Regions from separate parts of the Rattus norvegicus genome. Here region 2 is linked to region 1. A link is a contact called in public Hi-C data. All regions are on one chromosome and are shown on one strand. The core of a region is the stretch at or near the end of the contact, and the rest is flanking DNA. Distances in the headings are between cores, read along the strand shown. Region 1 holds the start of Dcp1a (decapping mRNA 1A). Region 2 holds the start of Rft1 (RFT1 homolog).

What was found. Hi-C and Micro-C count contacts between places; a contact is called where the count stands out from the background.
Region 2: a Hi-C map of frontal cortex shows a contact between it and region 1, with 2.0 times the contacts expected there. The contact joins the promoter of Rft1 here to the promoter of Dcp1a in region 1. A contact is called at or near these places in 2 of 12 Hi-C or Micro-C datasets (the A7r5 cell line and frontal cortex).

Annotation. Positions count from the first base shown.
Region 1 is chr16:5,659,679-5,665,099 of GRCr8, reverse strand. It overlaps Dcp1a (decapping mRNA 1A), which reads right to left and starts at 1,663. Exons shown (of 10, transcript NM_001191831.2): 1 at 1,504-1,663. The coding sequence starts at 1,638.
Region 2 is chr16:5,832,012-5,837,472 of GRCr8, reverse strand. It overlaps Rft1 (RFT1 homolog), which reads right to left and starts at 3,927. Exons shown (of 13, transcript NM_001135866.1): 1 at 3,812-3,927. The coding sequence starts at 3,874. LOC134482446 (a long non-coding RNA gene) reads left to right here and starts at 3,933. Exons shown (of 2, transcript XR_010058555.1): 1 at 3,933-4,194.

The DNA.
Region 1 (5,421 bases), core at 414-2,913:
AGCGATTTAGCTTTACTTATTTTATGTATTAAATTTTTTTTTCAATTAGAAAAGATGTAGGGCTCTTTTGTCAGCATACGTATTTCTTTGTAACACATGTATGTGTGTACGTGGAGCTTAGAGAGGGCACTGGACGTCTTGGAACTGGAGTTACAGATGGGTCTGAACCATCATGGGGATGCTGGAAATTGAGGCAGGTCCTTGGGAAGAGCACCAAATGCTCTTAGCTACTACTGAGCCATTTCTCTGCCCCAGCTTCTCTCTGCAAACACTAAAACCTTTCAACTAGGTATCTTAATACTCCAGTCAAGGTATTGTCTACTGCAACTTAAAAAACCAAAAACTTGGAAAAAAAAACCAAAAACCAAACCAAACCAAACTTGAGCAGTCTATTGAGGTTTATAGAAAAAGAATGGAAACTTTCTTCAAAAGGGATACCAGGTTGAACTCAGAGCCTGGGCCTCATGATGCACAGCTGTGTAGCACTGAGCTAAATCCCTAACCCTCGGGACGTTTTCTTCTAAGATACTGTTTCATTTCTGGAGAATTTAGGACTATTTTCACGAGTTACACATTTTGTGGTGACCAAACACAATTTAATATTTTCAGAACTTTGTTAAGACTCGTGGATAGAAACCATTCTCTGCCTTAGACAAATGTGGTAGGTTTTTAAAATAAACGCCTGAAAATGTGATTAAGAAACTGTAACTTGGGTTGGGTATATAGCCCAGTGGTAGAGGAACAGTACAGTGTCTGCCTAGCATCAGGAGGAAATAGGACATCATGTAAATAGGTGCTTCAAGTTGAGGTTAACTAAAGTCAGTGAATGTAATTTCTGGAACTCCATGCCACTCACAAAATCCAAAAAGAACTAAGAAGTGAGCGATCAAACGTCCTATCACCGGTCTCTTTTTTTTTTTTTTTTCTTGTAAAAACGTCTCCAAGGAATCCAATTCTTACTGAAGTAGCCTTGAAATCTTTCTTTAAACTCCGGTGATACCAGTTCTGCTAAAGCTGGACTAACTCCTGAGACTGATTTTTAAGCTTCAAATCCAAATCATCACATTTAGGTCGGCAGGGAAAGAGGAGTGGATTTTGCAATCAAGAACACGTGATTTATCTAATAGTTTTCAAAGTCTCAAACACAGGTTTTCAATCACTTGTTAGAAAAAAAAATTAACTTGTCTCATATCCTGCCAATGCAACCTCAAGTCTCCAGAACCGACCCCAAAAAGACTGATCCTGCCTCATTCCTGTCCTCCATCTGATTTCCCTGTTATGTCTCTGGTGTACTCCTACCCTTCATTCCTCCAATTCCGCGTGTCCCTCCCCTTTCCCCCGTCATCTCTTCGGCTCTGGAAGGACCTTTGGGAGAGGTTCGGGCCTCGCCTTTGCGGTCCTACTCTGCTCCACACCCCACCCCCAATCCTAAGCTGTCTGCGCGGTCCCTTTAAGAGGCGGCAGCGGCCAGGCTGGCGTTCTCCACGGCTGGGCCTCACTCACCCACTGGTTGGCTTTGGGGCAGAAAGTGTACAAGGCGACCTGGCCCGTGAGGTCTGCGATGCTGGTGATGTAGGGGTCGTGTTGTTTCAAGGCCGCCAGACTCATCTCTTGCTCAGCTCGACTCAACAACTCCATCTTGGATCTCCAGGCCGAGCCCCTCGGGCGGGGGCGGACTGGAGAACAGGAAAGTGCCATCCAGGCAAAGTTCCCCCAGCTCAGTCAGCCGTCCACTTCCGCCTATCCGACCTGCCTTGCCGAGGGTGGTACTTCAGTTAATCTGATCCGCCGCTCCTATGCCCTGGGAGCCTGGTTCCGATCTTTTTAGGTCTGCGGCTGCCGGAAGGTACAGGCGTCCGCGCCTGCGCGGTGGAGCTTCGGCGAGCCGACATTCCGGAGTCCTCCTCTCTCACCTGGCGGGATCTGAACTTGTTCCTTGAGTGCTCCAGACTCCTGCCAGTGAGACCGCAGCCCAGCACATACCCTGAATCGAAATGCTTGCTGCTGTGGAAGTGAGGTTTTCATGGACCATTGAGAAAACTCAGACCAAGTGAGGAAAGGGAGCTGTACTTTACTTCCGAGCTGCACTTTCACTCTTAACTGTTTGGTAATTTTTGAAAGAAATGTTTCAAAGCAGCCAAACTAGCCTGCCTGGAACTACACTGTACTCGGCTTCCCCTCTTTGGCTTGTCTTTTCCTTCATCTGGGTCCTAAATAAATATTTCTGTTGTTCTAGAAAGACCTATTACGGGGTTGGGGATTTAGCTCAGCGGTAGAGCGCTTGCCTAGCGAGCACAAGGCCCTGGGTTCGGTCCCCAGCTCCGAAAAAAAGAAAAAAAAAGCAATATAGAAAGACCTATTACTTAAATAATAAGTAGATCTCTTAAAAAGCCAACATTATTGGGCATCCTAAGGGGTCAGGTACTACAAAGTAAAACAACGTGCTCAGCCTATTTTCATTGAGCTGCTTTAAAAACCATCGTTTTTCTTTATTGAGGACATCTCGGCACAAATGAACGTTTTTGAAAGGATAAACTTTACATTTCCATCAAAGTACCACCATATATTTGTGTTGCTTGTGGTTTTACATCCCAAGATCATTTGCTAATGGAAGGGCAGACTTTCCGTTCGGAAACACGTGTGAGGCAAGAAGTCGGAACAGCTTATGGTTTGTTCGCCCTTTGCTCACGTACACATTCATTGATCTTATAGAGTGGTTGTCAGTTCCAAGCTTCCAACTCTTTTTGGCACCAGGAGAAACGAAAAGCAAGCAAATAACCCCATGATAGACATTTCTCTTTGAATTCCAGAGGGTGGAGTCTATTTCCGTCTGAGCCAGGAAAGGTAGTGAAGGAACTCTTAACCAGTTCCGGCATGGTGGGCGTGGCTCTGGCAGGCCTTGCCCTTCTCCCCAGTTTCCTCTGCCTTGCTAAAGACTGTTAGATTGCATTCCTCACACTAGCCACCAAGGTCTGTTCCTTAATTTAGCCTAATAAGAGATTAATTTCTCCTGAGGCTGACTACCAAGGTCTGGCTATCAAAGTATTGGAGTCTAGCAATCAAAAGCCCCCTTTGGCTAATTAACATGCCCAATTAAAATTAAACACATCATCCTAACGTGGGCTTCCCCTTTTATCTTTATAAACTGCCATTTGCCCGTGGACCACATCTATTTCCTCTATATCTAGAGAGTCCTTTGTCTCCTTCCCAAACATCTCTTACCCCTCTCCTCCCAACCCCTTTAATTTTTAGCCCCTTGCCTTCCTATCTCCTGCCTTTGTTCATTATCCCTGCTCTCTCTCCCCCTGGAGCACATAAATCTCTGTGCTGAGAACATGGTCTTGGGGTGCCTTGAGCCAACTTCTGAAGGCAGTAGGAAGGCTTCAAGAAGGTGCTGAGGTTTGAACTGCTGCTTTCGATGAGGAGGTGCTCCTTGGGAAAGTAAAGTTAAGGGCTGAGGTTTGCTTCATGGCCCAGTGGCAAGGTGGGAACCTAGTGTTTAATGCTGATTTGATTCAGACTGGAGGGGAAGAAGGGAATGGCTCAGAGTTCCACACTAGTGAGGAGTATTCTGGTATGAGAGTCTTGGGGATCCTTGTTCCACATCTGGACTGCCTTTCACCCAGTGGTGGAGGGTAGGACCCCATCACTTTCTGTACCTTCATTTTCCCTCTGTATGCTAATTTTTGTGTGTTATTTAAAATTTTGTCTCTATATGTGTACATGTGTCGGTGTAAGTCTGTGCTGACGTAAGTGTGCAGAGGCCAGAAGAGAGTGTATGGGCACACTGGAGTTTAAGTTACAGGCATTCGTGAGCCTCTGGACCTGAGGGCTGAGATCTGCACTCAGGTCCTCATGGCTGAGCTGTTGTGGGGTTAACCATCAGAGAAGACTGCTCAGACATGGGTTTAAGCCAATAAAAAAACCAATCTTTTTTGGTCGGCCGGCAACTACACTGGGTGTTTGGGATCCCAGTGTAGCACGGAAACTTTCTCAGGGTCACCTTTTAAGTACAAAAACCATGTTCTGGGTTGACACACTTCAGGTAACAAGAGCAGTTAGCCAGATAGAGCTACGGAGGCTAAAAAGCCAGGTTAGTACATTGTGAGACTTTGCCAGAACTCTGTGGACTTTGATGGGTTAGGCCTTTGTTTTAGTTTTGGCAGATAGCTGTTTTTATCAACACCTCAATCGCTTGATTTTACCAATGAAGACTCAGGAGCCGGATTGCTGGGCTGGAAGATGGTTCAGAGAGGCAGAGAAAACACCCAGCTGACCTTCCTCTTCAGCTGACATCCCAGAACAAAGTCTCTCTCTCATATCTCTACAAACCCCCTTCAAACTGAGTGTCCCTCCCTTCTACTTCCTGTTTGTCTTTTTATCCAACCTTCCTTCCTCTTTTTCTGTTTTTTGTTTGTTTGTTTGTTTGTTTTGTTTACTTTTTGTCAATTGGTTGCTTGCTCCAACTCTTGACCTTATTTAATTGACTTTATTTAATCCTGTTTACAATATCGAAGCACAAAGCTCTTGGATTAAAATGTGTGCGCCAAGGCTGACCCACGCCACAACTAAAAAAACAGGTTTCCCCAGCAAATAACACAACTTTGGAGTTCACAATGTGCTCAAATAGCTTGCCACAGGTGGTGCTGCCTGTGTGCTGAGTTTCACAGCCTGAATGATATTAGCATCATGGAGTTATCAGTTGTGTTAAGGTCTGGGGACCTGCCAAGGTCTAGGGCCCTCTAAGAGAGTAGCAAGTGTTTTTAACAATGAAACAATCTCTCCAGCCCTTAATATAGTATTTTAAATTAGGTACTAAATTCAGAGACACACCTGATGCTGCCGTTAACTTTTTTTAATGTAGATTTTTCTAAAATAATCTAAGATATTTCCTTTTGTTGTGGAATGTTGTTCCCCACGAACTATTGAACTGTTGCTGTCTTAAAACCAGAATAGCTGTCATTACCAATGAGACCCTCACAAGACTGGGCCCACTAACATACTCCCTTGGAGGGAAGGGAGGGCTCATAAGTGGTCAGGAGACTACCTTCGAGGCCTAACAGAAGTCCAAGGGAGGAACTGTTGTAAATAATCCTTCATCCATGCACCTGTAAGTAAGCAAGTCATACCTTGGGGCTGGAGGGGCCACCATTTTTCTTTTTAATCTCTTGTTTGTACCCTGTAGGAAATAAACAGATGCTTGTTCAAGTCTCCAAGAAAAGCTAATGCAACACCTCTTAATACACCTTGGACGAAGCAAGGCTAGACTTGTGAGGTATAGCACACTGCTTTGTTTCCAAGGCAAGGTCTTGTAGGATAGCCCAAACCAGCCTGCAAGTCACCAATTAGGCTGGGCTGGCTGGTAGGTGAGCCCTAGGACATCCTATAAATGCCTCTGCAGAACTAGGGTTATAAACCTAC
Region 2 (5,461 bases), core at 2,678-5,177, 170 kb before region 1:
AAGCATGCTCATGGTTACCCATACATACACACAGCTGCCATTTTGGAAGATCTAATCAGTGTAGACTAGAGGGCTACCATTGTTTGAAAAATCTCCAGGCCATTAACACTATTCTTAAAGTGTCACAGAACAGCCAGCTCTTTACTGCCAAGATTATCACCATGTTTATGGAGTCAGAGATGATCTTTTCTATCTGATGAAAGCCCTGTAGCATCTTGGAATCATGTAGGCTCCTATCTACATTCCAGTTCCACACTCAGTGTTGGTGGCTGGCAGCCAGTTCATAGTCTTCTTTGAGAAGGTACTCAGCTGAAGCCCAGCCCATCACTTAATCTTAAATGCACGGAGAGCCTTCTTATTTTTACAAGGCTCGATTTTCTCTGTCAAATGAGGCTAACGATATTATAAGGTTGATTACAAGGCTAAAACAAGATTATAGAAATAAAAACATTTTTAAATGTACAAATTAAAGGCAATAAATCTTACATTGTGGCTAGCTCAGACAAATCACATTATAAAATGTAGCTGCAAAGCTACCTTAAGGATCAGCATTATAACTTAAGGAAGTATATAAGACTGAAATACAACACTCAAGGAATCTACATTTTGATGACCTTTAAAAACCCATACACACAGACACACACAGTCTCACACACACACACAGTCACACACACACAGTCACACACACACACACACATATACACACACACATACACGCTCACACACACATACATGCTCACACACACACATACACACACACACACACACACACACACACACCTATAAAGCCCATCATTTTGTACAACAATATATACTGATTGCAAATTGTACATTTGGCCAGGCAGTCATGGTGCATGCCTTTAATCCCAGCACTCATGAGGCAAAGGCAGGCAGATCACTGAGCCTGAGGCAAGCCTGATCTACAGAGCAAGTTCTAGGACAGCCAGGGCTACACAGAGAAATCCTCTCTCGTGAGAAAAAGCAAAAAACGAATTGTACATTTAAAAAGTTATTACTGTCCGAGATACTTACAGTCTCAGGCTATATCAGTATCTTCTAGTTGGTCTGAATAAAGGTTTGGGCTAATAAAGCCCAGGTTCCTAAGGCTACCCAGTGTTTTAAGTCCACTTAGTGGATCCTGATTAACAAAATAGCTCCATTTGCTTTCATTAAAAACTTTACAGGTAAGGGGCTTGAGACCCCATATGAACAACAATGCCAACCAACCAGAGCTTCCAGGGACTAAGCCACTACCCAAAGACTATACATGGACTGATCCTGGACTCCAACCTCATAGGTAGCAATGAATAGCCTAGTAGGGGCACCAGTGGAAGGGGAAGCCCTTGGTCCTGCCAAGGCTGGACCCCCATTGAACGGGATTCTTGGGGGGAGGGCGGTAATGGGGGGAGGAATGGGAGGGGAACACCCATATAGAATGGGAGGGGGAGTTAGGGGATGTTGGCATGGAAACCAGGAAAGGGAATAACATTTGAAATGTAAATAAGAAATACCCAATTTAATAAAGATGGAGGAAAAAAAAAACTTTACACGTATAAAAGCTTTTACATTTGTTGAGTATTTGACCCTTAAAAACAACCAAGCAGGCTAATCACGGGAGCACAAGCCTTTAATCCCAGCATCCACAAGGCAAAAGTGGACAAATTTGAGACCAGCCTGGTCTATGTAGAGAATTCTAGTCCAGCCAGGGCTACACAGTGAGACCCTGTCAAAAGAACAAAACAACAAAAGACAGCCAGGGCTGAGACTACAGCTCAGTGATGCGCTGGCTTAGGATGTGTGGAGCCATCAAGTTGCAACAGCAAAGGACAGCCAGGCAAATTCACCTGAAACAGAACTCAGAATGAAGCAATCTCACCTAATATCAAACAACAAATGGATGGCCCAGCTTAGCTTCATACAGAATCCACAGAAGCCAATCTGGGTAGTAAGGTATTTCCAAAGGTGGGGGGAAAAAATCAACACTATGCTGCTGGAGAGATGGCTCAGCAGTTAAGAGCACAGACTGCTGTTCCAGAGGTCCTGAGTTTAATTCCCAGCAACCACATGGTGGCTCACAACCATCTGTGATGGAATCTGATGCCCTCTTCTAATGTGTCTGAAGACAGTGACAGTGTACTCATACACAAAAAACAAGTAAATCTTAAAAAAAAAACAAAACAAAACACTATGCATAATATATTGAACTGGTGTATACTGTGAAAGAGAAAAACAAAGAACTAGACAAACGGAATTAAATGAAGAGTAGCCAATTTTGCTTTATATACTGTGTGCAAGGCACTTTTCTACATCCTTCAAACGTAGCTTATTTTACCCTACACTGCCATTTACAAACTTCTTATGCTAATAAAAGTAGCTAACATTTACTAAGCACCTTGTAGTGTACCAGAACATAACAGAAATTATTTCATCTAATCTTCCTAATCACCCTGTGAAGTTGCAGTACTGTTCTCATTCAAAATGAGGAAGCAGCTGGGATGGTGGTACATGTCAGGATGGTTACCCCAGCACTTCATATGCTGCAGCAAGAGTAGCAAGAATTCAAGGCCAGCTTGGGCTACATAGCAATCTCTTTTCTAAAAAAAAATAAAATAGGGGTTGTGGATTTAGCTCAGTGGTAGAGCGCTTGCCTAGCAAGCGCAAGGCCCTGGGTTCGGTACCCAGCTCCAAAAAAAAAATAAAATAAAATAAAAATAAAATAAAATAAAATAAAATAAAATGCAGAGGCAGGGCAGATCTGAGTTCAAAGCCATCCTGGTCAACAGAGTGAATTACAGGACAGCCAGGAAGGCATAGAGAGATCTTGTCTTTTAAAATAAAAGACAAAGACAAAGATGAAAAGGAAGTTGAAGAAGGAAGTCAGGCAAGCAGGAAGGAAGGAGAAAGGAAACGAAAAAAAAATGCTCAGTAAAAAGTCAAGTGATTTTTAACTTATTTTTGAGATAGGGTCTAAGTATATAGCCCTATCTGGACTGGAGCTCAGATTGGAACTCACACAGAACTCAACCTCTTGAATGTTGGGATGAAAGACTTGTGCCACTACACCTAGTCCAAGTAATTTGTATCTTAAAAGCAGTCATCTAACCTGAATCTAACTCAGCCTGGTTCTCTCTCCTAACCTCTTTGTGCCTCTTTGGTGAAGGTGGATTCTGGATCATGTGGATGAACTGACAAGAAAAAAAAAATAAAAAGCCAAAAAACGTCTGTCCAAGGACAAACTGCAGACGCAGTCTATTAAGTGCACTAGGATTCAGGTACTGTGCTAAGTGCTCTTATTCAAATGATCCCAAATAATCCTTGCAAATTGTTTTCTGAATTAGATACTATTACACTCATTTTGTCAACAAGGAGCTAAAAGACTCTGGGACTGAAGTGACGTGTTCTAGGTCACACAGCACGCAATGCCTGAACCCGGATCCCTGTTCTTAGCTATGCCATATGGTCTCTCTAAACTCAATGCGAATCAGAGTTGAAGAACGGTGTTTTGAGGATCAAGTGTGGAGCACTCAGGAAATGAACCCCTTAAAATATCAGATTAAAGTAGCCTCCGTCTCTACCACTTGTTTAAATCGTCTCCTATTACCACACAGTAATACAATGCTCAGAAAGCAAAGGCATCTTTGTCAATGGCATCAGCCGAGACTGGAACCGTAGACTCCCAACTCCTAGACCCGGCGCCCCTCCCCGCCGTCGTGGTCCCCCGTGGGACCCCGTGCAATGCGGGGAACCCAGAGTAGCCTCCCCCTGAGGCCTTGCCGGGGCACCACACGCTGGAGCGGGCGCAGCAGAGTACCTGCAGCAGGAGACCCGAGGAGGCCAGCCGGGCCGCCTGGCCCAGTACCTCCTGGCTGCCCATAGCCTCAGAGGCTCGGCTCAAAGGAGGAAACGCGCCCCGCGCCTGCTTCGTCGCGGAAAAATGGCGTCACGGACAGACTCGCTCCTGATTGGGGACTTTGACAACGGAGGCGGAGCACAAGGAGCTGCGAATCCAAACAACTTGTGAGGCTCTGTCTCTACCGCTTCTTGCTTGTGTTTGATTTCGGTGTTTTATTTTCTTTTTGTTTTTGTTGTTGTTTTGAGAGTGTGTTCAACGTCGGTCCCTGTAGTCCATGTTGACCTAGAGATCGCAGCCTCTGGAACATTGGGTTAACTAGGGCGCACTCCTAGGCCCAATTGGTATGATGTCTTTTGGCTTGTTTTTTTGTTTTGTTTTGTTTGAGACAGAGTCTCATTATGTAGCCCTGGTTAGCCTAGAGCTCGATACATAATTTTAGACTTGCCTCGAACTCAGTGATCTGCCGGATTCTGACTCCCAAGTGTAGGGTTTCCAACTGTTATTTTGAAATAAGGTCTTTCTGTGTAGCCAAGGCTGGCCTGGAATTCACTTAGAGAGTCTAGGATAGCCTTGAATTCCTGATCCTCTTGTCTCCAGCTCCCAGGTAATCTATGTTTTTCTAATTAAATTTTATTTTGTATAGTGTAGTTGTGTGTGTATCACTGAACTCTTCAGAAGTCAGTTCTCTTTCCACCTTTGCATGGGTTCCGAGATCAAACTCAGATTGGCAGGTTTACATGGTAAACTCTTAACCTGCCCGGCTAATGTGCAGGCCTGCTAAACATCTTCCCTGCCTAGCTTCCCGGTACTGGGGATTGAACCTAGAGCTTTATTAATGTAACGTGAGTGCTTTACCACAGATACCACAGTCCCATCCCTCTTCTTGCTTTGATTTTTTTAAATGGAAGTTGTTTCCTTTTATGAATATGTCTCTATTGCAAATAAATCCAATACTATGGCATTAGACACTGGGGTCAGAGGCTGGAGGTTCATAGTGTGTTCACCAAACACTTGAGAAACTCTAGGTACCACATACACCTACTCTGAACTCCAACACTCAGGGGTGAAGGCTGAAGGACCAAAAATTTAAAGTTGTCCTTAGGTGCATAAGGAGATTGAAGCCCAAGATGCAGAAGACCCTGTTTCAAAGCAAAGCAAAGCAAGCAAGCAGTGGTGTCAGGACACAGTGCTCAGCAGAGACGCTCAGATTCTTGCCATTGGCTCTTACACAAATGTAGGTACAGAACCCTTCCACCAACTGGGCTGGACAGGACTTCTCCCCATTTTGCAAAGGAAGAACCGGGGACTAAAAGTCAGACACAGCATTTTCATGTATGGAGTTTTGTAGAAACCTTCCCAAAGCTCTGATACTTGGGCCTGGTTGTCAGAGAGGAGGAAAGGAAGCCTGGGAGGTACAAGGTGCCTTGTTTGAATCTGCACATCACGGACCTGGGCAGAACAGACCAGGTCAAAGGACAGACTGGAAGTATTTCATACTTTTTCCCCAAAGTCCCCAGCATAAACGATCACCGTTTCTAAGCTCTTGGGCCTTCCTTGCTCTCTGGTAGTTGTGTGTCACCTTTTACATCATCGCCATCCTTATCAGTA